Linked DNA regions of Sus scrofa: region 2 is linked to region 1. A link is a contact called in public HiChIP or PLAC-seq data. All regions are on one chromosome and are shown on one strand. Each heading gives the region's core, a stretch centred on a gene start, on an enhancer-like site or on the middle of the called end of the contact. The rest is flanking DNA. Distances are from core to core; before and after follow the strand shown.

The links. HiChIP or PLAC-seq counts read pairs in DNA pulled down with a chosen protein or histone mark.
Region 2: a contact with region 1 is called in an H3K27ac HiChIP or PLAC-seq map of skeletal muscle. The contact joins two enhancer-like sites. A contact is called at or near these places in 1 of 47 Hi-C or Micro-C datasets (skeletal muscle) and 2 of 2 datasets of contacts at active chromatin or transcription factors (alveolar macrophages and skeletal muscle).

Annotation. Positions count from the first base shown.
Region 1 is chr6:153,505,986-153,510,052 of Sscrofa11.1, reverse strand. No RefSeq gene overlaps it. Among named protein-coding and RNA genes, the nearest start is that of JUN, 180 kb to the left of the region's middle. Within about 2 kb of position 2,407, at least 28 of the 83 cell types and tissues checked have an H3K27ac peak or open chromatin away from gene starts, as enhancers often do. A contact at or near this core is called in skeletal muscle, where this site is marked.
Region 2 is chr6:153,650,987-153,655,053 of Sscrofa11.1, reverse strand. No RefSeq gene overlaps it. Among named protein-coding and RNA genes, the nearest start is that of JUN, 33 kb to the left of the region's middle. Within about 2 kb of position 2,348, at least 50 of the 83 cell types and tissues checked have an H3K27ac peak or open chromatin away from gene starts, as enhancers often do. A contact at or near this core is called in skeletal muscle, where this site is marked.

The DNA of each region.
Region 1 (4,067 bases), core at 1,158-3,657:
AGAACAACACTTTGCCCTCTACAGCTGCGCATGGGCCAAGGTCTGAGATGTCTGTGGCCATGTGAACTACTCTGGCAGATGCGCTGGGCACAGGATCTGGTTGCTGTGTGAACACTGTGGCCTGGCTGGGAAAGCTGCCTGTTAGCCAGCTTCCCGCTTCCCCTTACATGGAATTCTCTTTCTTGGGGAAGAGCTAGCCCTCTTAGGGTCAGCTGTGCTCATTGTCCCTGTAGGATGCCAGGATTACTGTTTTGTTCGTAATTTCTTTCTGTGATCATTCCTGTCCCACCAATTTTTCTGCTCGCTCCACATGTTCTGCGCCCCAGCAGGTTAACCCCTAAGAAGAACATCACCGAGGTTCCCCTGGACTCTAAATTATAGCTGCGTCTAGCCAAAGGAAATCTATAGCAGCAGGCAAGAGGAGTGTGGGAAGAGGCAGAGGTCAGGTGTCTGTCCCTCCCTTTGTCTGTTCCTTTCTTTCAAAGTCTGGCATTGGCTGTGACCCAGAGAGCCACAGTGCCCCGGCTGCTGCTCCCCAGGGCGTCAGCTCTCTGGCCTTCCAGAACATGTGTCTCTTCTCTTTGACTGACCCCTGGGGGGGGTGTGGGCTGCCTGCTGCCCTACCCCCCAGGGTGTCTTGACCTTCCTTGCTGGTTTCCTTAGCCCCAGTCTCAGCCCCAAACAGAGTCCTTCCCTTAGATTTTTTTGCTGTTCAGCCCTTCTGCATGCACTTTGTTCCCTGCCATGATTCTGGTCGATTCTCCCAAGGAAACTCTCCAGTGTTCCTCAAAGAGACCTTAGCCAAGAGCCGGGCACTTAATCTTGGTGTCCTTTAAGAGGGCACCCATCCAGAGGGATTGGAGCCACTTGCCTTCAAGAATGCCCACTAGTCTGCATGTGGGGCTGCAGAGGAAGCAGGTGCCCCATCAAGGAGAGCCTCAGGGGCCATAAGAGAGGGTTATGGACTGGCTCAATATTCAGAAATTCAGGTGCAAGTGCCTTTGAAGGAATATGCTGTTATAACACTATCAATGGAGTGTTGCTATCAGATCAGGCTGTGTCATCTTATCAAGCACAAAAGGAAAGAAAACATCTGACAAACATCATCTCCATGCTGGGCAACTTTTCCTTTGTGAGATCTTGTTCCATCCACACGCCAGCCCTGGGCGTAGGCAGTGTCTTCTCCATTTTCCAGTGTGGAAATGGAGGCTCAGAGAGGTGATCTGACTGGGCTTGGGTCGCCCAGCTTGTGAGTGGCAGAGCCTGGACACAAACCTGGCTTCTCTGTCTGCGTAAGAAGGGAATGGAAAAACATCCGTTGGAAGTACTGGGCCAAGCCTACTGAGGAAACTGGGCCCGGAAAGAGGCATTTGAATAGTAGAAAATCAACACAAATTCAACAATGATGTCTAGCTAGAGGCATCAACCATCACCCACTGCCAGGGCAGAGAGTCTATTTCTTCACTAGTAGCTGCAGGGCTTTGCACAACCAATTCATAGCAACTATTCACTCTCAACTACCTTCCTCTAAGAAGCCTCCTGGACCTTCCAAGTTTGGGCTATATGTCCCTTATTTGTTTCTGTGTAGTCCTTGTAATTGCTTAGACACCACATGCGTGTGTGCGCGCGCGTGTGTGTGTGTGTGTGTGTGTGTGTGTAAAGCCTTGAAGAATTCTGGAGGCACCTCAAGAAGGGCCTGAGAGCTATCCTTGCCTACAGAGAAGGTTGCACTGAGGGTGAGGGTGTAGACTCGTTTTTACTGGCCCTTGAGTGGAAAGGGGCCATGAGTGAAAGCTCCAGAGAGATCACTGTTAGATTCTCTTCAGGGTCAGACTGAGGTAGAACTTTCTAGTAATGAGAATCTCTCTATAAGGGGGCAGGCTGCCCTGAGACCCTGCAAGCACAGGCTGGAGAGGCAGCCACAGAGGAGACTGCACTGCAGATGGAATGGGGAGCAGATAAGACTGGACACGTCCCGACAGATGAAAGGTCTGTTGTGAAAACAAAACTCACCGCAGATTAATTTTCTACAAAGTGCTTGGCCCATCACGTGTATGAACTCATGTAATCTTGACACTGGCCTGCGAGGTAGGTGCAATCCAGTTCATGGATGAGGAAATTGGGTTCAGAGAGTTAAGTCACTGGCCCAGGAGATATTGGAAGAGCCAGGATCTAAATATGACCTGTGTCTGACCCTAGAGCTCCCCCAGGACTTAGGTGCATATAAGCTTCGCCCATGTCACCAGCACAACTTCGCTTATTTTGTTTTGTTTTCATGGGCCTCAGTTCCCCTCCAGGGTCCCTACCTCTTTGATGCCAGAAGCTGGCCAGCAGGCTAGGCCATCAGATACAGTTGGCTCTGGGAGGGTGGAGGCCTGGTCTGGGTCGTACTTTCCGGACTCGTTGGTTCCTCCTCTGCCTTCCTTTGTCTCCTTCTGGAAGGGACTCCACTGCTTGCCAGCTTGTCCCTGGACCTCTGGACACATTATGGATCCACATGACCTGGGAGGGATAAGCAGGTGACCTGAAGCATGACAGCTACAGCTAAGAGAAGGTTTCAGAAAGGTCTGTGGCTTCAGTTTCAGGCCTGATGAAAGGAAAAAAAAAATCTAAACACAAACCCAGCAGGCTGCCTGCCAGGAGTCTGTGAAACACAGTCCAAGCCAAAGCCAGTGTCGGCCAAGAGGGAAATTACAGGCCTTAAATGGGAGACTAGTCTGCAGAAAGCTCCCAGTTGTGTTTGGCATAAGTTTGTTTGCCTACATATGTGTTTATGTAGACGTATTTTTCAAAGTGTATCTCTTTATTATTTATGTATTTAGCCTCAAGACCCTTTTTAAAAACAATGTAGAAAGAGTACTTTAAAATACTTTAGCCCTTGATGATATTTGGGGCCACTCCATTTAGTTTAGTTAAAAGTCAGCTCATATTTACTGACAGCCTATTTTGTACCAGGCACTGTGCTCGGCGCTGGAGGTCTGGGGATGCAAAAGGCAGTTCCCTACCCCAAAGCAGCTCAGTGTCCAAAATAAGAAAAAGAAACGTGCACAAGTAAAGATCTCAGAATACCGTTGGAGACAAGGTCTCTCAGTTAAGTGTAGCTGGGACCCAAAGGACGGTGGAGAGGGGGTCTAGCAGGTTCTCACAGGCAGACAAAAGTGGAGGGGCCCTGGCTTGGCTGTATTCATTCATGGAGGTGTATGAGTCAGCTATTGCTGCAATAATGCTAGGTAACAAGCCACCCAAGACTCAGTCACTTACAACTATAAGAATTTTTTCTTGGGAGTTCCTTTTATGGCTCAGTGGTTAACAAACCTGATTAGGATCCATGAAGATACGGGTTCAATCCCTGGCCTCACTCAGTGGGTTAAGGATCTGGCATTGTCCTGAGCTGTGGCGTAGGTCACAGACACTGCTCAGATCCCACGTTGCTGTGGCTGTGTAGGCTGGCACCTATAGCTCTGATTCAACCCCTAGCCTGGGAACTTCCATATGCCATGGGGGTGACCCTAAAAAAGCAAAAAATAAAAATAAAATAAAATAAAAAATTTTTTTCTTCTCACTCTTGGGTTTGTGGGTTGGCTGGGTAGCTTGGGTTCCAGCTTCAGCTTAACTGGGGCTGTGGGTCAGGTGTGGGTCTGTTGCATTTGTCTCATCCTGTGAGCTAGGGTGAAAGGTAGCCTCTGGTTACTCCTTGCATGGTAAATGAGCAAGTAAGCAGACAAAAATGTAATGAAACAGGTAATACCTCTTAAAATTTCAGCCCAGAACTGCCATGCCGTCATTTCCCCCTTTTGCCCATCATTCCTTTGCCCATGATAAAGCCCAATATCACTGGACAGGAGAATGTATTTGCTCAGTCTAATGGGAAGCCCTACAAAGTCAAATGAAAAGTGTAAAATTCTAACATAAGGAGAGAAGGGAAAATTGGAGAAAGGTCCTGGGCTTCACAAGGAGACTTAATTTCAAATTTGAGTTACGCTTAACTGCTTTGGAAACTAGAGAAATCACTTAACTTTTCTGAATCTCTTTCCTTCTTACATACTGAGTGCTTACAATATACTGGT
Region 2 (4,067 bases), core at 1,099-3,598, 150 kb before region 1:
TATGTGAACCACAAAGAAGAAGTATGTGAACCACAAAGGAATGCAATAGATTCCGCTCAATAGTACTTACCATGGGCCAGGCCTTGTTCTATGAAGCCAGTATTATCGTTATCCCTATTCTACAGACAAAGAAAGCAGAGTTCAGGGAAATTATGTAAATCACTCAGGGGCAAATCATTCCGTGGCTTTGGCCAGATGATGGCTGTTCTGTGATACCATCACCTGCTGTCCCTTGAGACCAACCAGTAGCTCCTTGAGCGCTTAGCATGATTTGGGTATTCCAGAAATATGTGCAGAAAGGTGGAAGGAAGCAGGAAAAGGGTAGTGTTGGAAGGCTGAGATAGTCTTTCCTAATGTCTCCTGACTCCACCCCTAATCTACTCAGTGTCTTCTCCCAAAGGTACTCCAGGAAATGGTTCCTTGCCCCCATATTAAAATGATCTGTTACCGGGAGTTTCCGTTGGGCTCAGAGGTCTCGAACCCGACTAGTATCCACTAGGACTCGGGTTCGATCCCTGGCCTTGCTCAGTGGGCTAAGGATCGAGCATTGCCGTGAGCTGTGGTTTAGGTTGCAGATGTGGCTGGGATCTGGTGCTGCTGTGGCTGTGATGCAGGCTGGCAGCTGCAACTCCAGTTCAACCCCTAGCCTGGGAATATCCACGTGCTGCAGGTGCGGCCCTAAAAAGACAAAAAAAAAAAAAAAAAAAAGAGAGAGAGAGACTTGTTAACTGTCTGATTCTTCCTTAGGCGGGGACTGGTGAGGTGAGCTCTGTGTCTGGGTCATGGTGATCTCCCCAAGGCCTGGCATTCGGTAAATATGTGCGTATAAATTCTGTCCTTTGTGGGGATTTTCTGCCCAAGCTTTCCTCTTGGTCATGAGATCTAAAGCAAAGGAGCCGAGGCTTCTGGGACAGTCCCTGAGGGTCACTGGGCACATACTGATGGAGGGCCAATGACAGGTTAGTGTGTACCACCCCCAAGCCACTCCTGACAATGGCCTCCCACACCCACTCACTGCTAGATGGACCCAAAGGACTGGGTGATTGACCCATTCTGCTCACCTTCTTGGAACCTGATGCTGGCTGGCCAGTGCCCAGAGCACGGGTCTAAGTGTCACATGATGAATCCTAAGGGTTTGTTGGCTATAGCTTGGTGCACAAGTCACTGTGCATGCTGGGTGGCTTGAGTTGAATCTACCTGACTGATGGCTCGTCCACAAGTCTCATGAGAACCAGAACAATAGGCAGCCACATTGAGCAACCAGCTTCCCTTCCTCGCCCCCGGCAGCAACTGGGCCAGGGAAAGTGAAGAAACCTGTTCTGGGTCTCCGCGGGGTGGGCGTGGGCGGGGCCCTGCCGGGAAAGGGGCGGCTGGACCAGTTTCTGTTGCTCCCGGACCGGATGCAGCCCCGTGACTAGGGCGGAGGCCAGAGAAATGCGCGCCCTGGGCGCACCTGTCTGACCTCCAGGGCGACGTTGGCTTTGGCAATGATAAGACTAGAGGCTCTAGGTCAGCGGTCACGGGCGGGCGTGAGACTTCCGGCTGCCAAATCAGGCGAGCGGGCGGGGTGGCAGCGAATCAGCTGACAGGTGGAACTGGAAGATAGAGGCTTTGGACGTCCTGTGGGTAGGGGAAGGAAAACCCGGCAAGGGGCGGCGCCCAGAAACAGCTGGGTAGCTGGGTCATTGTGCGGCTGTCCTGAGGTCGCAACCGCCTCTTTTGCGCTTTACCCCTGCGGCCCCCCACCCCCACCCCGAGGGGCACGGAACTGTTGGGTAGAAAGAACACTGGACAGAATTGTATTTGAATCCAGCTGTTCCATCTACCGGCTTCTGTGTTCAAGGGCAAGTGACTTCGCCTACCTATCGGATCCAGAGTTTCGCTAGATGAAAAATGGGAATAAATTCTCTCAAAGCCTGGTGTGAGGAGTCAATGAAATCACATAGGAACAATGCCTAGCACACGAGTAGGTGCCCATAAAGGGGGTTCCCTTTCCCTTCTTTGTTTCAGACCCAGATCTCACTCCCAGCCCCGAAGTCGCTCCCCAGACGACCCTAGGACGGCGGCAACTGGGTGGCAGGCTCCCTAGCTTGATAATAACTCGAGAATCATTTGAGCCTCACTCAGTCAAACTATCAGATAGGATGGGGCGTGTGGAAGGATTCCCAAGGCCCCCTTGGGTCGTGTTTCCGTGATCCTGGGGCTGGGGTGGGGGGGATTTCAACGCATTCTTTGAGTTAGGTTATGTATTTATTCACAGATTCCTATCGGGCGAGGGCTGGTTCTTACTGCCTCCCCAGGCGACGTTCCCGGCCAGCCAGTATTTCGTCCATACAAGGCCAGCTTCCACCCGCGGCTTTTGCGTAAATAAAGCCCAGCCTTCCGCCGCAGGTTGCCGCGGGTCCCGCCCCCGGAGCCGCCAGTGCGGGAGGCAGGACCGATGCCATCCGCTGCAGGCGGGCCTGGGGAGGCTGGGAGCTGGCCACGCCCCGGCCGGGTGCTGGGGGGATGGGGGTGGGGGGAGCACCAGAAGGAGCAGGGTGAAGAAATCCAGGCTTAAGCCGTCCGAGTTCCCACCCGTTAGCACCGTCCTTCATGGGTCACTCAGCAGGCCCTTGATAAACATCATCCCTAATCCTCCCTGCAACTCTGCGAGTGTTCTCCCCAGTTTATAATCGAGAAACTGAGGTTTAGCAAGTGTAAATGGCTTAGACGAGGTCCCATAGGCAAAAAATGGCAGACCGAGAAATTCTAACCGAACATAACTGGTTGCAAAAGCCAGCCTTTTCCCCACCCTATTGGACATCAGTGAGATCGCAAAAGTCTTAATGGGCAAGAATAAAACAATAACCACAACTAATCAGATTAACAGATGAAAGGGAGTTGAAAGGGCCTTCCAGAGCTTCCACTGGTGTCTCAAACAGGGGATCAAGAACCACAGGATAAATCACAGACTATATTTCCTGGGTGACAATTTCACTCCTTTTTAAATTAAAAAAAAATTAAGACTGACAATGATGGAGAAGAATATAACTTTCAGAATTGTGGTAGCTGAAAGTAGGAAACTTCAAAGAAATTTCAGGCTGTTTTCACAACGTACATCTTTCGCTTGACTGTGCAGAAACATTAACGTCAATTACACAGATGGGCAAACTGAGGCCCGAAACCACTCTCCCCGGGGCCAAAGCGGGAGGAGAACCAAGACACCCAGGCTTTCGGCCTGGGGTGCTTTCTGCTGAGGGCGGGGGGTCCTGTTTGTAAATAGGTGTCCTCCGACAGCCACTGCTGATTTTGTCACCAAGCCAACCAAGTGGGCGCGATTCTGAGTAATTGCAGGGAATCAGCGCGGCTGGGGTAAAAGCAAAAGGGACGCGCGGGAGGGCGGCTGGTCCAGAGCCCAGGCGCAGGCGGAGCCACAGCCCGGATTCCCGCTGGGCGAGCAGGCGGGAGGAGTCAGGTGCCAGCGACTCTTGAAGGTTCTGCCCCTCACTCGGTGCAAGCTGCCAGCACAGCAAACCACAGCCCTGCTCCTGTCCCACCTGCTGGACCCGTCTGCGTCTGCGACAAGGGAGACCCCGCCCAAACCCACTCGTCTAGGCTCGGGCAAGGAAGATGCACTGGGACCTCTGGCCAGCCTGCCCAGACCCGTGGGACTGGCTGCCCTCTCCTTGCGCGTGGGGGGACCTTGGAGTTCTTAGGTTTGGCTTTAAATCTGACCCTAATATTTGTTGCTTAAGCTCTCTCACTCTCAGTTTCTGTATCTGTCAAATGGAGGTTAGTGACTCTTACCTCATATAATTGCTGTGAGAAGTAAATGTGTGCCTATCCATAAAGGCCTAGAATATTTAAAAAACTTATTAAATGCTCTTTTGCTATTACCGTTAGCAGGCCTGAGTGGGAATCTCAGGCCAATTCAGAACTGATGACCTGGCCAGATGTGCTTTCTTCAGTTCCCCCACCTGGAAAAGGGAGCTTCATTATACTTTACATCACAGGGTGGGGGTGAGGACAGATCCCCAGCATCTGGCAAGTCCACAAGTGGTTATGTTTGCAACTCTTATTATTTG